Linked DNA regions of Sus scrofa: region 2 is linked to region 1. Evidence: chromatin contacts called from public promoter capture Hi-C data. All regions are on one chromosome and are shown on one strand. The core of a region is the stretch at or near the end of the contact, and the rest is flanking DNA. Distances in the headings are between cores, read along the strand shown.

Region 1 (4,499 bases), core at 214-2,713:
TATGTCTTGGCTGTTTTTCCAAATCCTTAAGTAGAGCTCTACCTCTTTGTTTAAAAACAAAGTGAGTTAAAAACAAAGACAATCATGTTTAAAAACAGATAGCAACACTCACGTGTACCCTGATGATAGGAAATATTATATATTTAAAATTTTTTATTATAATTGATTTACAATACTCTGTCAATTCCTGCTGTACAGCAAAGTGACCCAGTTATATATACATATATTATAAAAAGGATATATATATGTGTGTGTGTAGATATATATAGATATATATATTCTTTTTCTCACATTATCCTCTATCATGTGCCATCACAGGTGACTGAATAGAGTTCCCTGTACTACACAGCAGGATCTCATTGCTTATCCACTCCAAATGTGATAGTTGCATCTACTAACCCCAAACTTCCAGTCCATCCCATTCCCTCCCCCTCCCCAGGGAAATATTATATTTACCACCAATATTTAATAGTGAGTTGATTATGGAATGGAGAGGTGCTGGTGCTCAGAAACGGGGTAGACTGGTTCTGAGAGTGTCAGCCTAATACTTTTCTCTCAAGAGTATGGGCTTCGGAATCAGAAACACAAATAGCCTAACAAGGCTTTGAAAAAGTTAACTGCTCAGGTTTCCTTTCTGTAAAAGAGGATTTGAATAGTGCGTGTTCCATCAGGTTGCAGTGAGGATTAAATGAGATGATTCACATTAGATGTTCAGCACAATGGCTGATGATGGCAATGATGATGACGATATGACAATGACGACAATGTTAATTCTCTTTTTGTCCAGGAAGGTCAGGTCAGGATTGGAACAGCGGGTGGAGCTTAAACTGCAAGGTTATCAGTATCAGGAATGGATGCCCCAAGAAATATATTTTTTAAGAGCTACCAAATCCATCTGCCCGCCTGGGAAGCCCTTTGGAGACAACTCTGACATAGACACTCCAGTTTGGATACCTCAACAACCCAGGCTTTCAGAATCCGGGTACTTGCTAAAACTTTTGAGGGAGCCGAGGACTACACTTCCCAGGGTGCATCATTTCCCCCCCTCCCGCCCACGACGTTGCGTCTCGCCAGGCTCCAGGTTTAAACTACGAATCCCTGCAGCACAGCTCGGGTTTCCCGTCTCATGACTCACTCTTTGAAGCGTAAGTGGGGGCCGCCTTGCCCCCTGGGAAGTGTAGTTCCTCGGTGAGCGACTCCATCACCCCGACCACCTCCCAGGCCCGATTGCTGAAATAAGGCGAGCGAACTCGCAGCGCTCGAGAACCCGCGCCTAACAGTCCACTCGGAAGAGAGGCTCGGGAGGGCTCTGGAGACGCACCTAGCTTCGGGGTCGGCCGCGAATGTGGTTCGCATTATAGGCCTCACCGGGTGAGACGGTTAAACTGGGAGGTAGGTGGCGGAGGCGGACGAGACCAAATGCTTCCCTGCAGCAGGGAGTGGGCCGACCGGAAGGGTGAATCCAAGTGAAGGTGATAAGAGTGGCAGTGGCGTCCCCCCAGACCGGGTGGAACACAGGTCCCAGCAAAAAGAAGAGGGGCGTCCATGCGGTGGGATGGCTTTATGGTTTAGGGCTGATCAAGGGACTTCATCATCCCATGGCCTCGCCTCCCCTGGCTAGTGGAGGCAGCGCACCGGGCCTTGGACCTGGAGCATTTGGGGGCGCCGAAGCGCCCTGCTTGTAAAGTTAGGCAGGAATGTTTTACCCCGGGAGCCTGAGAACTTCAGCCGGGCCAGGGACAAAGCCTTTCCCTAACCGCTTGTTAATTGCTGGTGGTTGGAGGAAGTGGAAGGTGTCGGGATTTGGGGGTTCTGGTCAAAGAGGGTCCTAGCAGAAAGGAAACCTTTTTACCCCAGGCTCCTCTCAGGGCTCCTCCTCCCCCATGTCACTGTTGTAAACATTATGTGGCGTTACATTGAATGGAGACTGTTTCTTCTGAACCAAGCCAGAGAAATTTGGTGTCCAGCGCTCTGGGTCTAGAAATATTGCAGAAGTGGCTCAGCTCATGGAAAAATGACCTAAGAAAATTAATTGGAAAAAAAAAATCAGGGTACAAAACAGAACATATGTAATGATCATATTTTGTAGTAAATTCATCTACCTCCCAAATACATGGCGTGTAACTATGGCTATGAATAGAAAAAATTCAGAATTATACTATAAACTATGAACAGTGATTATTGATAGATGGTGAGATTGCAAATTAGTTTTACTCTATTCTTTACATCTTTTTGTAACATTCGAATTTGTACAATGAGAATATATTTTTTTTCCTTCTTATTTTTCCAAAAGAGTTACTCAATTGCTCCATGGCAGTGAGTTTTAGACAGCAGGCACTAAAGCTTGCACTTGACTAGTTGCAGGCTGATTTGCCAGGAATGGTATAAGGATTGAATTTGAGGGTTGAATTTTAGGGTACAGTCTCTGTGATGCTAATGCTTTTTTCCTTCTTCCAGGTTGGCAAGAGGCTATTTTAGCAAGCATCACGCCATGGTATGTGGTTGTTTTGGTCTATGTCTGTCCAATCCAATATCCTTTCTAGTTTGAAATGTCACCTTTCTCATTATTTGATGGATTTAGGTTGCATTGCATAACTTTCTTGGGATCCGATAACTCATGTTGACTAGTGGATGAGAGGGAGAAAAATATTGCTGTTGAACTACCTTTTCAGCTTTGGATTTGATGACCTTGCTTTTTGCCTTTTTGTCAGGATCATGGGTTTTGGCATATGCTATATACTGTCCGTGTGTGTGTGTGTGTGTGTGTGTGTATGTTTAATTATAAAAGAAACTTTAATATTTCCTTTGGTTGTACTCCTTGTACATTTCGTGCGACAAAAGCTTGTTAAAATCGAGGTAACAAATAAATACATTTAATGTTTATTTCATTACTGTTTTTCCTTCCTCAGGTTTTGCCAAGTTTCTGATAGAAAATTGACATTCCTGTGCCAGCATTTCCCTGTTAAAATGTCCTTGCCTCTTACAGAGGAGCAGAGGAAAAAAATTGAGGAGAATCGGCAAAAGGCTCTGGCCCGTAGAGCTGAGAAATTAGCAGGACAGCATCAGAACACAGGCTCTGGCTCCTCCATTGCTGCCACATCTTCCCAGTCCAAGCAGGGCCCTTTCCAAAACCTCCCCCAGGATCCTTCTAAGTCAGGGAGCCATGGTATCATTTTCAAGCAACAGAATCCCCTGAGTTCAACTAATGGTGACCAGAGACCTCAAAATTCCCCCAGTTTTCAACTCAGTACCTCCGAACAGGCAAAGGGGACATGGAAGAAGGAAGAAGAGGTGCCCACAGCCTGCCTGAGCCACCGCCTACCAAGTCAAATGACTGTCGCTGGGATCTCCCCTCCCTTGGCACACAGTCCTCCAGAGGTCCCCAGCCAACAGCTCTTGGGTTATGCATTAGGTCAAGATCATCCTCAGGCTTCACATGGGACCAAATCAACACCATTTGCTAATACAACTCATGAGCCTTTGGCCGGAGCAAAGAATCCCCAAGAGACAGCAGCTTCCTTGTCTGGACAGCCTCCCAGGGATGCTGTATTGGAGGCAAGATGGCGAGACCCTCTGCCTCAGGGCAGAACGTTGCTGATGTCCATTGTGGCACAGAGAGGATGACGCCCGGGACAGAAGGAAACTCCACCAGAAATTGGGGACCCCACATCAGCCAGCAGCAAGCTCCCAGCAGGGAACATGCATCAGGATAGGAGATCGTTTCCAGGTGAAGATTGGGTACAATGCGGAGCTCATTGCAGTGTTTAAGAGTCTGCCCAGCAGACGTTATGGTAATGCCTCTTCTATCTGGTTCTTTCCGATGGTCTTTCCTATTTCTAGAGCCTCTTTAGATCTAACAGTTTCTCATCAATATGAAGAGAGTGCATTGGCACATTTCTGTCTATCCAGTTGTGGCCATATAGAGAATAGATGAATAGTTACTCCCAGGCTGGTTCCCCTGCCAGGTGCTTTATATGCATTGTAGCAGTTAAGCCTAACAAGTTTTTTGTGTGTGATAAGTAGATGTTCTTTCCATTTTTAAAGGCAACAGAACTGGCTCCGCAAGGTGAAGTGACGTGCTCAGAGTGGTCCATCTAGAAGGGCAGAGTTAAAGCATCATCCTCATTTATATTTGCTCTTTGTCCTCTGTAGGGATTTTGTCTATCAGTAGGGGCTTTTTTTTTTTTTTAAACTAATGCCTTTATTTTTATTTATTTGTTTATTTTTTGGTCTTTTTGCCATTTCTTGGGCCGCTCCTGCGGCACATGGAGGTTCCCAGGCCAGGGGTCGAATCGGAGCTGCAGCTGCCAGCCTACGCCAGAGCCACAGCAATGCGGGATCCGAGCCGCGTCTGCGACCCACATCACAGCTCACGGCAACGCCGGATCATCAACCCACTGAGCAAGGGCAGGGATCGAACCCGCCACCTCATGGTTCCCAGTCGGATTGCGCCATGATGGGAACTCCAAGTAGGGGCTTTTCAGTCAACTGTTTTGAAC
Region 2 (4,877 bases), core at 1,722-4,221, 1.7 Mb after region 1:
GCCTGGCACTCCTGCTGTACATCGGGAGCGCCCTGGCTCAGAGCTGGCCGAGCCGGCTCAAGGCAGCCGGGACTCCCCAAGCTCTCACCCCCGCCCCCGGCCCCACGGAGCGGAATCCCACTCTGAAGATCTCACCTCCAGATCTCCCGCTTCAAAAGACCAGACCTCCTCCTTGGTGTCCACCTGCCATACTTTCAAGAGGCCACTCATGTCCCCTGTGGCCACAAGGGTAGAGTCGTGGCTGAAACCGGCACAAGTCACAGAGTCTTTATGGCCTGCAGGGAAGAGTGAGCAGAGAGAAGAGAACGTCAGGGTCTGGTGCCAGAGACACGGGACCCAGGCATCTGGCCCCCAGAAGGGACCAACTGGGATTTAAAAAAAAAAAAAGGATGGGTCCCAGCTGAACCGGTAACCAAACACACAGCTGCTTTAGGAGCCAGCACTCCCCGGTCTCCCACTCAAACAGGCCTGCGTGTTCCCCATTCTGTCCATTCCACATCTCCACCCGAAACACGCACCCACTCCTTTCTGGCCCAATACGCCTTCACCAGTGTCGCCTCCTCCTAGACTCCCTTGGCCCATCTGTGCCTCCCTCTCCTAGACCCACAGGGCTCTGTTCTTTGGGGCCCTTGGGCCAAATGGAGATCAACAAATGGCTGCTGGATGCACAACGGCAGCGGGCCAGCCCCCTAAGCCCCTCCCCCGAACCCCCGCACCTGCACACTCAAAGAGCAGTTCCCCATCGCTGAGCCGCCACACGAAGGCTTTGTCATCCTCGCCCCCTGTCACTGCCAAGGTGTTGGTCTTGGGGTCCAGGCTCACGCAAAACACAGATGCTGTCCCAAGAGATACTCCATGAGTAAGGGGACTGGACTCCCACCTAGGGTTCTGTCCTCTGGGACCTTTGGGAAGCCACCCCCTTCCACCCAGAGCAACACGTCTTTCCTCCTGGAAAAGAAGGGTGCCTCCAAGTTCTTCTCAGCTTCAGGCCTCAGGTTGTTGGAGAAATCCCTCCCCAAGCTTGCCAAACTTGCCAGTCCTCCAGGGCAGAACCCTCCTCTGCTCCCTTGACCACCCCACACTGAGGCCATGGACAAGAGGAGGGTACGTGTCCTGGGCTTACATTTCTCAGCATGGGATGCCACCAAGCTAGGGACTGCGTGAGGAGGGCACTGTGTCACCAATTCCTCACTGAGAACCCCCTAGTGTTGAGGTTCCCATCGTGGCTCCATGGTTAACAAACCCAATTAGTATCCATGAGGTTGAAGGTTTGATCCTTGGCCTTGCTCAGTGGGTTAAGGATCCAGAGTTGCCATGAGCTGTGATGTAGATCGCAACACAGCTCAGATCCCACGTTGCTGTGGCTGCGGGGTAGGACGGAGGCTACAGCTCCGATTCGACCCCTGGCCTTGGAACTTCCCTATGCCGTGGACAAGGCCCTAAGAAGCAAAAAAAAAAAAAAAAAAAAAAAAAAAAAGAGAGAGCTAATGTTTTAAGAGGACTACCAAAAACATGCTCCAAAAGGTACTATTACCTCTAATTCACACTAAAGTAACTTTCACCAATGACAACTGTCGAAAAAAGAAACTAAAACGCAGCGGTGTTGATAAAGATCATACACAGGCAAGCAACAGGGATAGGATTTGAACCCAAGTGTCTCAACTGACTCCAAGAGCCAAGCTCTCCTCCATGCCATCGCACTGCCCCCCTACCCGTGAGCTCCTCCAGGGCAGGGCCAGCATTTTCCCACCTCTGTGTCCCTCATAACGTGCCCTACACAGGGGACGCCTGATGCTCAAGTGCCCACCTGGACCGAGTTTATGACGGACCTCCTCAGGCACCTACCTGAGTGCAATGCAAAGGTGACCTCGCTATCGTCTGGGCCCTCCATGCTGCCGACCACCCCTTCCTGGGGTTCCAGAACCCAGCCCTCCTCATTGCCCTCTTCTTCTTCCTCTTCCTCAAAGTCCACATCTTCCATCTCCTGAGCCAGGTCGTCTGCTTTGGGGAGAGGGTTAAAAGACGAGGCTCGACAGGCGGTAAGTGGGATGCGAAGCGTGGGGAGGCCCGAGGCTGGGGTGGGTCATGTGGCAAGAGAGCAAGGTGAGGTCAGACAGAAGGGGTGAAGAGGCGGCAGGGAGGAGGGGGGGCGTGTGGGACGGAGGACAGGAGAGGTCTGAGGACCTGGGGTTGGCCAGCGACCGTGTGGGAAGGGAGGACCGAGGGGATGATGGGAAGGGGGTGTGTGAGGGGAAGGGCCAGAGGAGGCGTCAGGGGAACCCCCACCCCGGCCAGGCCTGAGAACTAAGTGTGGGGTTGGGGGAGAGAGGAAGGGCGAAGGAGGTCAGTGGGACTGACCGGTGGGGTGGGGGGAGAAGGGGAGGGAGGGGAAGCAAGGGTCAAAGGCCAGGGGTGAGCGCCTCCTGTCCCATGGCCTGAGGATCAGCAGCTCTCACCCGGGTCCGGCGGACCGGGATCCAGTTCTACCACCTCGATAATCTCTTCATCACCATGGAAGCTTAGGGTCTCCAGTGGGGGGTGTCAGCGGCAGCCCCGCTTTCCGATTCAGACTCCATGCGGCGCAAGCGGCGGATCCACTTCTCTGGGCCCAAACGCCTCCCAGAGTCAGCTCTGCGCGACGACGCGGAACTCGAGCCCCTCCTCCCGGGAGGAAGTAGGAGTAGGCGACCACCCGGCAGAGAGAGCGACGGCCTCTCGACCAATAGCGAAGGGGGTGGACTCGCTGAACCACCAATCACAGGGCAGAGTTGGGAGAAGAGCCCGGGGCGTGGTCGGGGGAACCCAAACTCCGCCCGGCCTGACTCCGCCCCCAACAGGAGAGAAACAAGCGAGCGTGCGCGCCTCCGGGGTCTCCTGGGAAGAGTAGTTCTCCTGGGTCCGCTCCGCAGGCTTCTGGGAAATGTAGTTTCTGATCTGTAGGACAGACGGAAGGAGCGGGGGAGGCCCCTTACGCAAACTACAATTCCCGGCGGGGAGCGCGGTGAAGGGGGGTGGGATCTGAACATGGCGGCGGTGGTAGCTGCTACGGCGCTGAAGGGCCGGGGGGCGAGAAATGCCCGCGTCCTCCGGGGTAAGGAGAGGGACCCTGGGGAGGGTAGGACTGCAGGGGATCCCTTTTTTTTCACATCTCGCTCAGTGATAGCGGAAGGTCAGGGTGTTGTTTGCTGCCTGCACCCCTCTGCAGGATCTTAAAGAGTCAGGGGGCTAAAAGATGCTGTCTAGAGGTCACCCACTCCATCCCCTCAGCCTTCCGGTTACACCGTAACTCTGGAGTCTTGGAGCGAAAGGGAGCCCCGAGGAAGCCTTCTAGACTCCCGCGTTCTAGATGTTTCACACTCACCGCAGTGCAGAGGAAAGAGCCCTGGGCTTCTGAAGGCTTGGGTTCTAGCCACGGATAATTAGCAGTTTGACCTTGGGCGAAGCAGTTCGTCTCTCGGGGCGTCAGTTTCCTCTTCTATAAAATGAGGGGATGGAGTAGACTACCTTTACGCTCCCTTCCAGTACTAACATTCTGCAGTTTGGAAACCTTTTCTCGGATTTCCTTCATACGCCTCTTGTGAGCCCCACTGCAGTCCTTCACATCCTGCCGTCTGAAATGAAGAACAGCGAAGCTCGCTCTCCTGGCACCGGGGTGATGAGCCCGCAGTGACGTGGAAGTGGCTTTCAAAGGTGCCACCTCGATGGCAATTTTCCCATTTCCCTCTGGACTCTCCCTGGCACTTGTTACTCCAGACCGCAGTCACTCCCCTTCCTCAGATCACAACCACTCCTCCCCGGGATTCCTTCTCATCCTCTCTCACTGACTTTCCTTGCCTCCATCCACAGGGATTCTCTCAGGAGCCACAGCTAACAAGGCTTCCCAGAACAGGACCCGGGCACTGCAAAGCCAGAGCTCCCCAGAGTGCAAGGAGGAGCCTGAACCCCTACCCCCTGAGCTGGAATACATTCCCAGAAAGAGGGGCAAGAACCCCATGAAAGCTGTGGGACTAGCCTGGTGAGTTTTAACCCTTTGCCCACCAATGGGGAGTGGCACCAGGGGAGGGTGGGACCCAGAAACTTCTCCAAGTTTCAGGTGGTGAGCTGAATCCAAGGTTGTGGAGACAGAATTGCTGGATGTGAGCATGGGCCTCTCAGAGGACTGGGGCAGGGGAGGTGGGAAAGTATGTGGAATTGGAGAGACAAGTAGGTTTTGTGTGGCGTAAATTGAGCTAATTTGATTGAGATTTGGGTCCCTGGCCTCATCCTCTCTTTGGGGAGCTTGGGGTGAGAGCCAGTTGAGCTCTTTGAGAAAATCGAACTCCCACGAGATTATGTTAGTTGTATAGTAGCAGCACCTACAAGGTGTTCAGTGCATTGTTATTTGGATCTGACGCTGATTTTAGTACGTATTATTGACTAATGTTAAAAGAAAAGGAGGGGGAAATTAACATTTTTTCCAGCACCTGAGGTGTGCCAATACTTTACAGTGTAATGTTTTAGTCTTTCCAAAATAAGTGTGACATCCCCATTTCACAGATGAGGGAACTGAGGCTCAGAGCTGGATTCTCACCAGATCTTGTGACTCCTTGCCTTTAACCTGCACAGAAGTACCTCCCACGTAGCGGTTACTCAGGTTAAAAATGGGAGTCTGGGAGCGGGTGTGGGGCGGTTCAGGCAGAGGGAATCTTTGCCAAGACCTGGAGAGGGGAAGAGGATGGGCTACCTGAGGAACCCTACACAGTCCCGAGGGCAGGGTGGCAGGGCTTATGCTGGGGAGTGTCAGGCTCAAGAGGAGAGAAATGACAAGGTAGACAGAGACCCAGCCACATTAGGCCTTTTGTGCTATGCCTAGGAATGCGAATTTGGCCAGGAAGTGA

What was found. Promoter capture Hi-C pulls out the DNA fragments that hold promoters and counts their contacts.
Region 2: a promoter capture Hi-C map of liver shows a contact between it and region 1, with 6 times the contacts expected there. The contact joins the promoter of PNKD here to the promoter of SMARCAL1 in region 1. A contact is called at or near these places in 1 of 5 promoter capture datasets (liver) and 1 of 47 Hi-C or Micro-C datasets (heart right ventricle).

What each region holds. Positions count from the first base shown.
Region 1 is chr15:118,626,271-118,630,769 of Sscrofa11.1, forward strand. It overlaps SMARCAL1 (SWI/SNF-related matrix-associated actin-dependent regulator of chromatin subfamily A-like protein 1), which reads left to right and starts at 1,464. Exons shown (of 21, transcript XM_021076244.1): 1 at 1,464-1,550; 2 at 2,458-2,494; 3 at 2,910-3,559; 4 at 3,562-3,639; 5 at 3,642-3,791. The coding sequence starts at 2,968.
Region 2 is chr15:120,342,570-120,347,446 of Sscrofa11.1, forward strand. It overlaps PNKD (probable hydrolase PNKD), which reads left to right and starts at 2,972. Exons shown (of 10, transcript XM_021076195.1): 1 at 2,972-3,091; 2 at 3,847-4,015. The coding sequence starts at 3,025. AAMP (angio-associated migratory cell protein) reads right to left here and starts at 2,882. Exons shown (of 12, transcript XM_021076200.1): 1 at 2,543-2,882; 2 at 2,457-2,540; 3 at 1,846-1,998; 4 at 717-836; 5 at 136-275. The coding sequence starts at 2,576.